2 separate regions of the Mus musculus genome follow, and region 2 is linked to region 1. A link is a contact called in public promoter capture Hi-C data. All regions are on one chromosome and are shown on one strand. The core of a region is the stretch at or near the end of the contact, and the rest is flanking DNA. Distances in the headings are between cores, read along the strand shown.

The links. Promoter capture Hi-C pulls out the DNA fragments that hold promoters and counts their contacts.
Region 2: a contact with region 1 is called in a promoter capture Hi-C map of stem cell-derived epiblast-like cells, with 5 times the contacts expected there. The contact joins the promoter of Myl9 here to the promoter of Aar2 in region 1. A contact is called at or near these places in 15 of 39 promoter capture datasets (the 3T3-L1 cell line, 3T3-L1-derived adipocytes, the HPC-7 cell line and 8 more), 1 of 484 Hi-C or Micro-C datasets (cerebellum), 3 of 115 datasets of contacts at active chromatin or transcription factors (T-cell acute lymphoblastic leukemia, embryonic stem cells and stem cell-derived neural progenitor cells) and 3 of 9 other capture datasets (adipose tissue, liver and pancreatic islet).

What each region holds. Positions count from the first base shown.
Region 1 is chr2:156,545,476-156,550,137 of GRCm38.p6, forward strand. It overlaps Aar2 (AAR2 splicing factor homolog), which reads left to right and starts at 2,101. Exons shown (of 4, transcript NM_026661.4): 1 at 2,101-2,408.
Region 2 is chr2:156,772,898-156,777,559 of GRCm38.p6, forward strand. It overlaps Myl9 (myosin, light polypeptide 9, regulatory), which reads left to right and starts at 2,567. Exons shown (of 4, transcript NM_172118.1): 1 at 2,567-2,609.

The DNA of each region.
Region 1 (4,662 bases), core at 851-3,350:
GCCAGTTCCCAAGGGAAATGGAACTGATAGGGAAGGTTGAGATTGACTGCCTGACTCACCTCTGGCTAACCTGTGGCAGCCCACTGTGATTAACTATGATTGCCCTGTCTAGCCTAGTCTGCAGCCCCCTAAAACATGAATTGTGAAGTTGTGAGTGGGGCAGATTGATGTGGTCAGCTGTCGCTGGGGAACAATGACACACAAGAAGCAGCAGCACAGGGGCTAGAACTCCAGCTGCTTTTAGATCACATGGTTTGTTTGTTTGTTTGTTTGTTTGTTTGTTTGTTTGTTTGTACTCTTGGGGTTTGTGGTGCCTCTGTGAAGCTCAGTTTCCTCTTTTGTAAATTGAGAATCCTAATTGCCAAGTCTTTATCCCTATACTTGGTCATTCTTCTCCCAGAATTGTAGCACCAGTAAAAAGATGGAGGACATATCTATCAGCAAGGGATAGGAACAGAGATGGGAGATTAAACTCAGATCAAGCCCTTTACCAACCCGGGCTTATAGATATGCAGGTATGATGCAATCAATCAATAGCCAGTAAAGGGGGCAGAGGGACTCCCGTCCTTTCTGGGAATAGCAAGGCTTTTCCAGGAATTTGGGCATGCTTTTATGGTTTCTCTCCATTGACAACCATCAGTGCTGTAGGAAGGCCACTTAAGAGGCAGGTGGGCAATAGTGAAGTTGGAGGTTATTTGTCTTCTGCTCTGTCAGCCATTGTAGCTACAGCCAGTCTTGGTAAAGTCACCCGAAGAAGAGACTGAAGGCCTTTGAGAATCCTGCCTTTATAGATAAACAAGCTTACAATCAGGTCGGGAAAGTTGGCAGTACAAGATTAGAGGAGGGTCACATCTTGGCTATGGTTAGTGAGGAGATTAGAAGTAGTATCTATGTATCTCCCAGTAGCTCTGGCTCATGGTGGAGTTCTGATGTACAGAACCACTGAGCACAAGGTTAGTGTACTGGCTCTTCCTGGTTGTCAACTTGACTATATCCGGAATGAACTACAATCCAGAATTGGTAGGCTCACAGTGACCCTAATCTGGAGGCTGGGAGATGCAAGTGTCTGACCTGGATAATGGCATGGAAATCTTGAGGCATAGTGGTTATGAATCCGAGAAGATTAAGACAGGGGAGATCTCTGAGTTTAAAGTCATGTGGGACAAAGCAAGTTCCAGATCCAGGTGTGATGGCACACACCTTTAATCTGGGCACACACTTTCTGCTGGAGACCTACATAAGGACATTGGAAGAAGGAAGATTCTCTCTCTCTCTTGTTCACCTGCTTGCCTTGTGGGACTGAGCAACTGCTAGATCCTTGGATTTCCATTCACAGCTGCTGCTCACCATTGTTGGAGAGCTGGACTACAGACTGTAAGTCATCAACAAATTCCCTTACTATATAGAGACTACCCATAAGTTTTGTGACTCTAGAGAACCCTGACTAATACAGCAAGGCCTATGGATAGTCATTTACTATACACATCATTTGATTTGTTATTAAATACACAGTACATTTATGAGGGCTATGTGCTAGGTTCTAAGGAAATAGAGAAGAAAAAGACAGTCAGGTTTCCTCACTCAGTGCACATTTATAGCTTGACTGCTGTATTCTGTAAGGCCTGGAAAACACTGGGTGGTCATTTCCAGAGGAACTGCTGTGTTTGCGTTTGAAGGGACTGGTTCTCCCTTCAGGCAACAGCCTTGGTTCTGAAACTAGGGATGAATGTGTCTGGAAGCCGGGACTTGGAGATAATAGGGAACTTTTGACATGGTGACCGGCATAGGAAATGTGGCTAAAGAGGACCAACCATGACTGAGCCAGTCTGTGGCTACTGTGTGCCAACACCTGAACCATGCTTTGGCCAGCCCGTGTCTGCTTGAGACCAAAAGGACTGTGGATGGTGAGTATGTTTCTGGACGGGGATATAAAGTGGATAGTTTAATTAAAGTCGTTATTTATAATTCGGGAAGTAAAACGAAACAGTAAGAAGAAAATGAAGTGCTTATCGTGAGGAACCTGGAAGCACGGGCCATTTCTTCTGAGACTCGGGGCTCCGCCGGACTACTTTTTCCGTAGCACCTATCCGGCACCAAAGCAGCCGAACTTCCGTCCCGTTTCCGCGGAACCGGAGCTTGAGGTGCTACGGTGAGTGTCGGCCCTCGGTGCGCCTTTCGGCCTCCGGTTTCCTTGTGTGTGGTCGGGCCACCTCGCTTCTTGTCTCAGAATCGCGCTGGCGGAGTCTGGCTTTGTGAGCTGGTGTCTGAGGAGGCCTTTCTTCCTGAGAACCCGTCCCTGAGGACACCGTGGTCAGGGTCTCTGGGGCTCCCGAAGGAACTTCCCCCCACACCCCTTTAACTGTAACCAGAGAACGAGACTCACTCGAGCTGGATCTGCGTGGCTTCCGGTAAGTCACCTACCCGGCTTCCTGGCTTTATTTAAAGTGCATATTATCGTAAGTTAAAAAAAAAAAATTAAGCTTCGTGTGTATGCTAGGCATCAGGGACTCGAGTCTTGTGGGCATGACAGTCTTCAACCAAGTACACAAAGTTACACACCTGTCCCTGGAACTGAACGGCAACAGGGTAGCCAGAGTGTCATCACCAACATTTGACTTAGTCCCGGGTCGAGGAGGCTTTACTAAGATTAAAAAAAGAAAAATAATTGTGTGACCAAGTGCTATGGGTAGAGTTTTCTCTGGTGTGAGGGTAAGAAAGAAGCCAGTGTGGTTAGAACAATCCTTCGGATTGGGGTGGTATTAAATTAGCTGAAGAGTTGCCCAGGGAAATTCATGCAGCGTTTTCGGGCCATTCCCTAAAGCCAGATAGAGAACGCATTGAGGACCAAGTACTCTCCACTCTTGGAAGGCGGTGAATACGCTGAGGAGTTGTCTCTGTATTGCAGGCTTGTGAAGAGTATTCGTTTGTGTTTCAGACTTTTTTTTTTTTTTACTGTGAACTACAGTCACAAGACTTTTATGCTGTGATCACATGTATATACAAGCACATGTCTTCTTGGAACCATTCCTATCCTTGTTACTTGTGGCATTCCAATAGCTTAAAAGTTCTCTTCTTGGTGCTGGAGAGATGACTTGGTGGTTAAGAGACTTGTCTGCTCTTCCAGGGGACCTGGACTCAGTTCCTAAGGGCGCCATGGTGCTAAACCCACCTCTAACTCCAGTGTCAGGGAATTCAGCATCCTCTTCTGGCTTCTGTGTAACTTTTCTCATTATTTCAGATAGCTTTCTGTCTAAAAATGATTTCCTTCCTTCTTTCTTTCTTTCTTTCTTTCGTTTTGTTTTGTTTTGTTTTTTCGAGACAGGGTTTCCCTGTGTAGCCCTGACTGTCCTGGAACTCACTTTGTAGACCAGGCTGGGCCTCGAACTCAGAAATCCTCCTGCCTCTGCCTCCCAAGTGCTGGGATTAAAGGCGTGCGCCACCACCGCCCGGCTAAAAATGATTTCTTAACTCAAGATACATCTTGCAGTTTGAAAAAGAGTGCTAATTTAGAGTCTTTTCTCCTGTTTTTTTAGGTAAAGACAATGAAGTGTGCTCCTAATATTTTTTTGTAAAAGGATTTTTTGTTTGTTTTAAATAAAAGAGTAAACATCAAGCAGCACTCGATTTTTCTGCTTGTGTATTTTGAGGCCACTTCTGTGTAAAATACAAATATCTGGTTTTCAGTAGTCTTATTCTGTGGATATTTCTTTTGGGGCCCAGTAAAGATCCTGGGTAGTGCCTGTAATCTGAGTGTTTTGTCAGTAGGATGAGTAAGTGACTTAGTACTCAGTTCAGTAAAAGTTGAAGTACTTGATTGGCTTGCATTGATTGGTTCTTGCTGAAAACATTCTTACAGATACTGCAGAGACGACAGTGTCTGCTACACAGTTGTTTTTAGCATCGAGTGCATGTGAGTGCATGATGGGGTGGTGGGTCATATGCTGGGGCAAACATGTGAAGGTTAGACAGCTTTGTGTGCTCTCTTTTCTCCTTCCACCCTTGAGTGGGCTCTGGCCATCGAAGTGAGGTTGTCAGGCTTACAAGGCAGGTGCCTCTACTCACTGAGCATTTGCCAGCACCCTCAACCCCTTTGCTTTTAATCAAAGTGTCTTTATAGGGAATTTAAATGTGGATAAGATAAAGAATCCAAGCCTCTCCTCAAGCACTCACTGTAGACCTGCCATGTCAGTCTCTGGCGGGATTGTGACTCTGGGGAAGTTGTTTGATCCCTGGACTTTCAGTGCTTTTGTTTTGTGATTGTTTGCTTGTTTTTAAGACAGTGTCTTGTGTATGTGTCCCAGGCTGGCCTCCGGTTCACTGTGTACTGAGAATGACTTTAGTGTCTGATCCTGTGCCTCTGTCTTTGTCTATCACAGAATTTTTTTTGTAATCGTTTTTGTGGTTCCAAGGATCCTTTGTGTATAATGGACAAGCACTGCACCTGATGAACCGCGTTCTCACCAGCCGCTTGGTTTCATTGTTGATTTCTGAGAAGACCGTCTCTAGCAATCAAGGGTGATTTTGAACTCCAGATCAAGGGTTGGGAATACAGGCATGTAGCACTGCACCCTGGCAAGTTGTTTTAAACTAAGAGCCCAGCCCTTTGCTTTCCCTCATTTCCAACTAGGCTTTTGATGAGTGAAAGAAGGGAGTTTGAAAAAC
Region 2 (4,662 bases), core at 1,317-3,816, 230 kb after region 1:
TTAGCCTGTGTTACATGAGACCATCTCAAAAAATATATGTATATATGTGTATATGTGTGTATCATTATAATATGCATTACACACACATATACACACACGCAAAAGTAAATAAACTTAAAACAAAAAACTTGGAAAGTTATACAACTGGTGAGACGAGTCAGTGGGTAATGGGGTTTATGCCAAAGGCCTGGTGACAAGTTCTATCAGCAGAGCTCTTATAAAGATAGAGAGGACCAGTGTCTTTGAGTTTCCATTTCTGTAAAAAGACACTATGACCAGCAACTGTTAAAAAGGATAACATTTATTTTTTTGTTTTGTTTTTTTGTTTTTCAAGATAGGGTTTCTCTGTGTAGCCCCGGCTGTCCTGGAACTCACTTTGTAGACCAGGCTGGCCTCGAACTCAGAAATCCACCTGCAAAAATAAAAATAAAAATAAAAATAAAGAAAGAAAAAAAAAGAAATTTACCTGCCTCTGCCTCCCGAGTGCTGGGATTAAAGGCGTGTGCCACTACTGCTCTGCTAAAGGATAACATTTCATTGGCCCTGGCTTACTGGTTCTGAGGTTCAGTCCTTTATCATCATGACAGGAAGCAGCCATGGTGCTGGAAGAATTGAGAGTTCTACAACTTCATCCAAAGGCAGACAGAAGACTGGCTTCCAGGCAGCTAGGATGAGGGTCTCAAAACCCACCCCCACAGTGACACACTTCCTCTAACAAGGCCACACCTACTCCAACAAGACCACACCTCCTAATAGTGCTACTCCCTGAGCAAGCATATTCAATCCACCACAACCAGCTCCATGACAACATCTTCCAGCTCCATGGCAACATTCTCCAGCTCCATGACATCACCCTCCAGCTACATGACATCATCTTCAAGCTCCATAGAATGATGCCCATGGCACCTGCACCTCACCCATCACACACAACCTGGACCAGAACAAATTTCCATACAGGATATTACTGAGACATCTGGCACAATTGGAATATAGGTCATAAATTAAAAGCCTAAATCAATGTTAAATCTTATGATTTTGATAATATACTATCAATATGTAAAAGAGTCCTCCTTTTAGGATATACTAAAATCTTATTCACTATCAAGTGTTGGGCAATGTGCATATTCCCACAGGGAAGAGTGAGGAGCCAAAGGTCAACTGGAGACTCTCAAGGAAGTCAGTTTTCTATACGAGTCTTAGAACCTTAGTATGCTTGAAATTATCTCAAAAGAAAGTTTCCAAAAATGAATAAATCCAAGACAAAATGGATCTCTCCCAAATCTGCTCCGCCTACGCCCACGCTGCCCAACTAAGAAAATGGCAGCACTCTCTCCAGCTGCCCCACTGAAATCCTGAGCTGGGGCGTGAGAGAGGCTCCTTGGTAATGGCACTTGCTGTTCGTATGTGGCCAGGCAGGCCTGCAACAGTCCACTGACTTCCACACCAACTCTCATCACGAATAAATAGAATTTTTAAAAGAATTGAATTCTTGGAGCCAACTTTCTTCTCATTCCAGTCTGGTCCGTTTTCAAGTCCTATTGGCTGAAGCACTGAAGTGTTTCCAGAACCCCTCCCCTTGTCGCCCAGTTTCCCACTGCCCCATAAGCCCAACCAGCATCTCCCCCACTTACTGTCTGCTCTCCTGTCCTTGAGCGTGCCATACGCTCTCTAAATCTCCTGCACTGACATCCATTACTTTTCCTTTGTGACTTCTGACCTCTACGCTAAGCTAAACTACTCCCCAAATTCTAGTTCCGGAAGTGTTTCAACTGTTACCTCTAATGTTGCCAGGACAGATAAAAACTGTTACCTTCTATTTATTTAGACAACCTTGCTCCATAGCTCAGACTGACCTGGAACCTACACTATACTCGATGTTGGCAATCCTGCTGCCTCAGCTTCTCAAATGCCGAGATTACTGGCATGAACCACCGCATCTGGCTCCATCTCCTCTCAATCTGGCTCCATTTCCCAGCATCACCCTTAACTCCTTTTCAGCCGAGCTCAGAACTGTCCCGGGATGTAGGCGGTTTCAGGCTCCCAGGGCTCCCTAGGCAGATGGATCAGTTGCCTGCCCCATTGCGGAGCCAGGCAGCTATTTACAAAGTAACTGAATGCCAGAAAGCCCTAGGGAAAGAGTGATGGCCGCTGTTGTGAGGATTGAGTCTCCCTGAAAAAAAAGGACCATACTTGGCCGGGTGAAAGCCAGCCTTCCACCAGACACAGCAGGGGCCTCTGGGACAAGAGGGGGTCGGAGAGCTGGGAAACGCTGAAGGCTCCGCCCTTCTTGCCAGTCTTGACACCTCAATCTGCTTCCATGCCCCAGCCTGGGCCGACCCAGAGAAAGGCTGCGTCGAGGGGGGCTATTCCAGGGGCACCCCAGCTTCTCAGCCTGCAAGCAGAGGCCTAATAAGGCCGGGCTGGCTGCCTCAGCCCCGCCCCCACCCCACCCCCGCGCATTCTTCTGCCTTGTAAGGCCGGGCGGCCTGCGGACCCTCCAGCCCCGGCTCCGCCCCCAGAGCTCCGAGCATCGAGCATCGGTCGGAGCTGCTGCCAGCCAACTCTCGAAGCACCGCAACAGCGCCGAGGACTTTTCTTCTCTGCAGCAGGTGGGAGCCCACTCAGCACCCGGGCAGCTACAGTAGGTGGTCAGGCTGAACCTCACCCGGCCTTCTGAGGGCTGTGGCATGCTTAGTGGTGTGGGCTGGGGCTACTGCCTTGCTTGGGTCCTAAAGGGGACCCTGGCCTGGGACTGAGCAACTGGTGGTTCTGCGCCCCGGAAAACTGGTCTTTGGGCAAGGAAACAAGGATCCAGAGTGTCCTTTTGCTAAAGAGCCTAACACACCAAGCCTGGAAACTCCAGGCTACCTGCCTGTAGAGATGCCAGTGAGGGGGTTGAGGGCATCCCTGACCCAAGAAACTGTGTGTGGCAGAGGAAATTGAGCCCTACGGAAGCACAGCGCTCACACCCAGTTTTGCAAACCCTACCCCAGGAGGGATGGTAACCACCTCATGCCTTCCTTATCTCCAGTGCTGTGTGCACTAGAGAACGGTGGGATGAGGGGGTCTTGGCTTCTTCACAACCCTCCAGCCGCCCTGGTTGCTTGATGAGCCGGTTGGAAAGCAGGGTATCTGGCACAGCCAGCTATGGAGACTAGTAATGAGGAGGGAGGGATGGTCTAGCCATGACCGCGCCAAGTTCCAGCTGTCTGATCCTTGGTGTCTAGGACCCCAGAGAGGGGAGCATATGGCTTCAGAGTTAAGGACACAGCTTATTCCTAATTTAAGTCACTCAACCAAGTCTAGAAAGTGCCTGGCCCTTCAAGAGCCAAACCTGCCACCCACTGGCCCCAGCCTAGCGTGGTGTCCTGGCTCCCAACCCTCTCACAGGTATTCACTTCCCTTTGTGTGTGTGTGTGTGGGGGGGATGCCTCTCAGGGATGTAGAGAGGGCAGGGATACACTAGGGGAGCCTAGCTGGGCCTGCCCTAGAGGTCTGCAGACAGGATGGGCTAAGAAAGCTGATGGCCAAACCGGGCAGTGATGGTGCACGCCTTTAATCCCAGCACTTGGGAGGCAGAGGCAGGTGGATTTCTGAGTTCGAGGCTAGCCTGGTCTACAGAGTGAGTTCCAGGACAACCAGGGCTACACAGAGAAACCCTGACTCAAAAAACCAAAACAGAGCCGGGTATGGTGGCGCACGCCTTTAATCCCAGCACTCAGGAGGCAGAGGCAGGTGGATTTCTGAGTTCGAGGCCAGCCTGGTCTACAAAGTGAGCTCCAGGACAGCCAGGGCTATACAGAGAAACCCTGTCTCGAAAAAACAAGAAAAACAAAACAAAACAGACAGACAGACAGACAGACAGGAAAGAAAGAAAGAAAGAAAGAAAGAAAGAAAGAAAGGAAGGAAGGAAGGAAGGAAGGAAGGAAGGAAGGAAGGAAGAAAGAAAAGAAAGAAAGAAAGAAAGAAAGAAAGAAAGAAAGAAAGAAAGAAAGAAAGAAAGGAAAAGGAAGAAAGCTAGCTGATGGCCATCTCAGCCTGGGCCACAGGAGATGGGGGACAGCTTCCAGGGACAACATTTCTGCCCCCGGTTCTTACCAATTCCCACCCAGCACTACACAAAGGAACCCCAAAGCCTGGTGCATGCTGTGGGGCTCACTGGGTTTTATACAGCTAGAGTCTCAAGACTGCAGGTAGATGTGGCCCTGGGACTTGCTGGAGCTGACCATGACCCCAGCCCAGAGGGTATTAGAGGCAGGGATAGAGGAGGAAGGACATAGGCCCTGGGCCAAGGTCTACAGAGCACAGGGCAGAGAAGAAGACGTGCTGGGGCCTGGACTAGCTGAGGGGAAGCAGACAGAAGTTTTGAGATGTATTTCCCCACAAGTTATGATGGGATCAGGTTGAATTCTTTCCCTGGCCTCAGTTTTCCCATCTGTACAGTGGAGCTCATAAACCTTTCACTGAAGAATCCTCTACTAGCCTGCTGCTGTGGGCTGCCCTAGTGGTGAAGGATGAGGGAGTCCGCAAGTGTTTGTTATCAAGATAAGGGTGGAGAACAGCACCCCTGGGACTCTAGAGCTCAGCCTGAGGACAGCTACAGAAGGGGGGGGCTGGAAGGAAGTCCTGGAACAGCTGTGGAATGCTAGAGGTCAAGGAGGA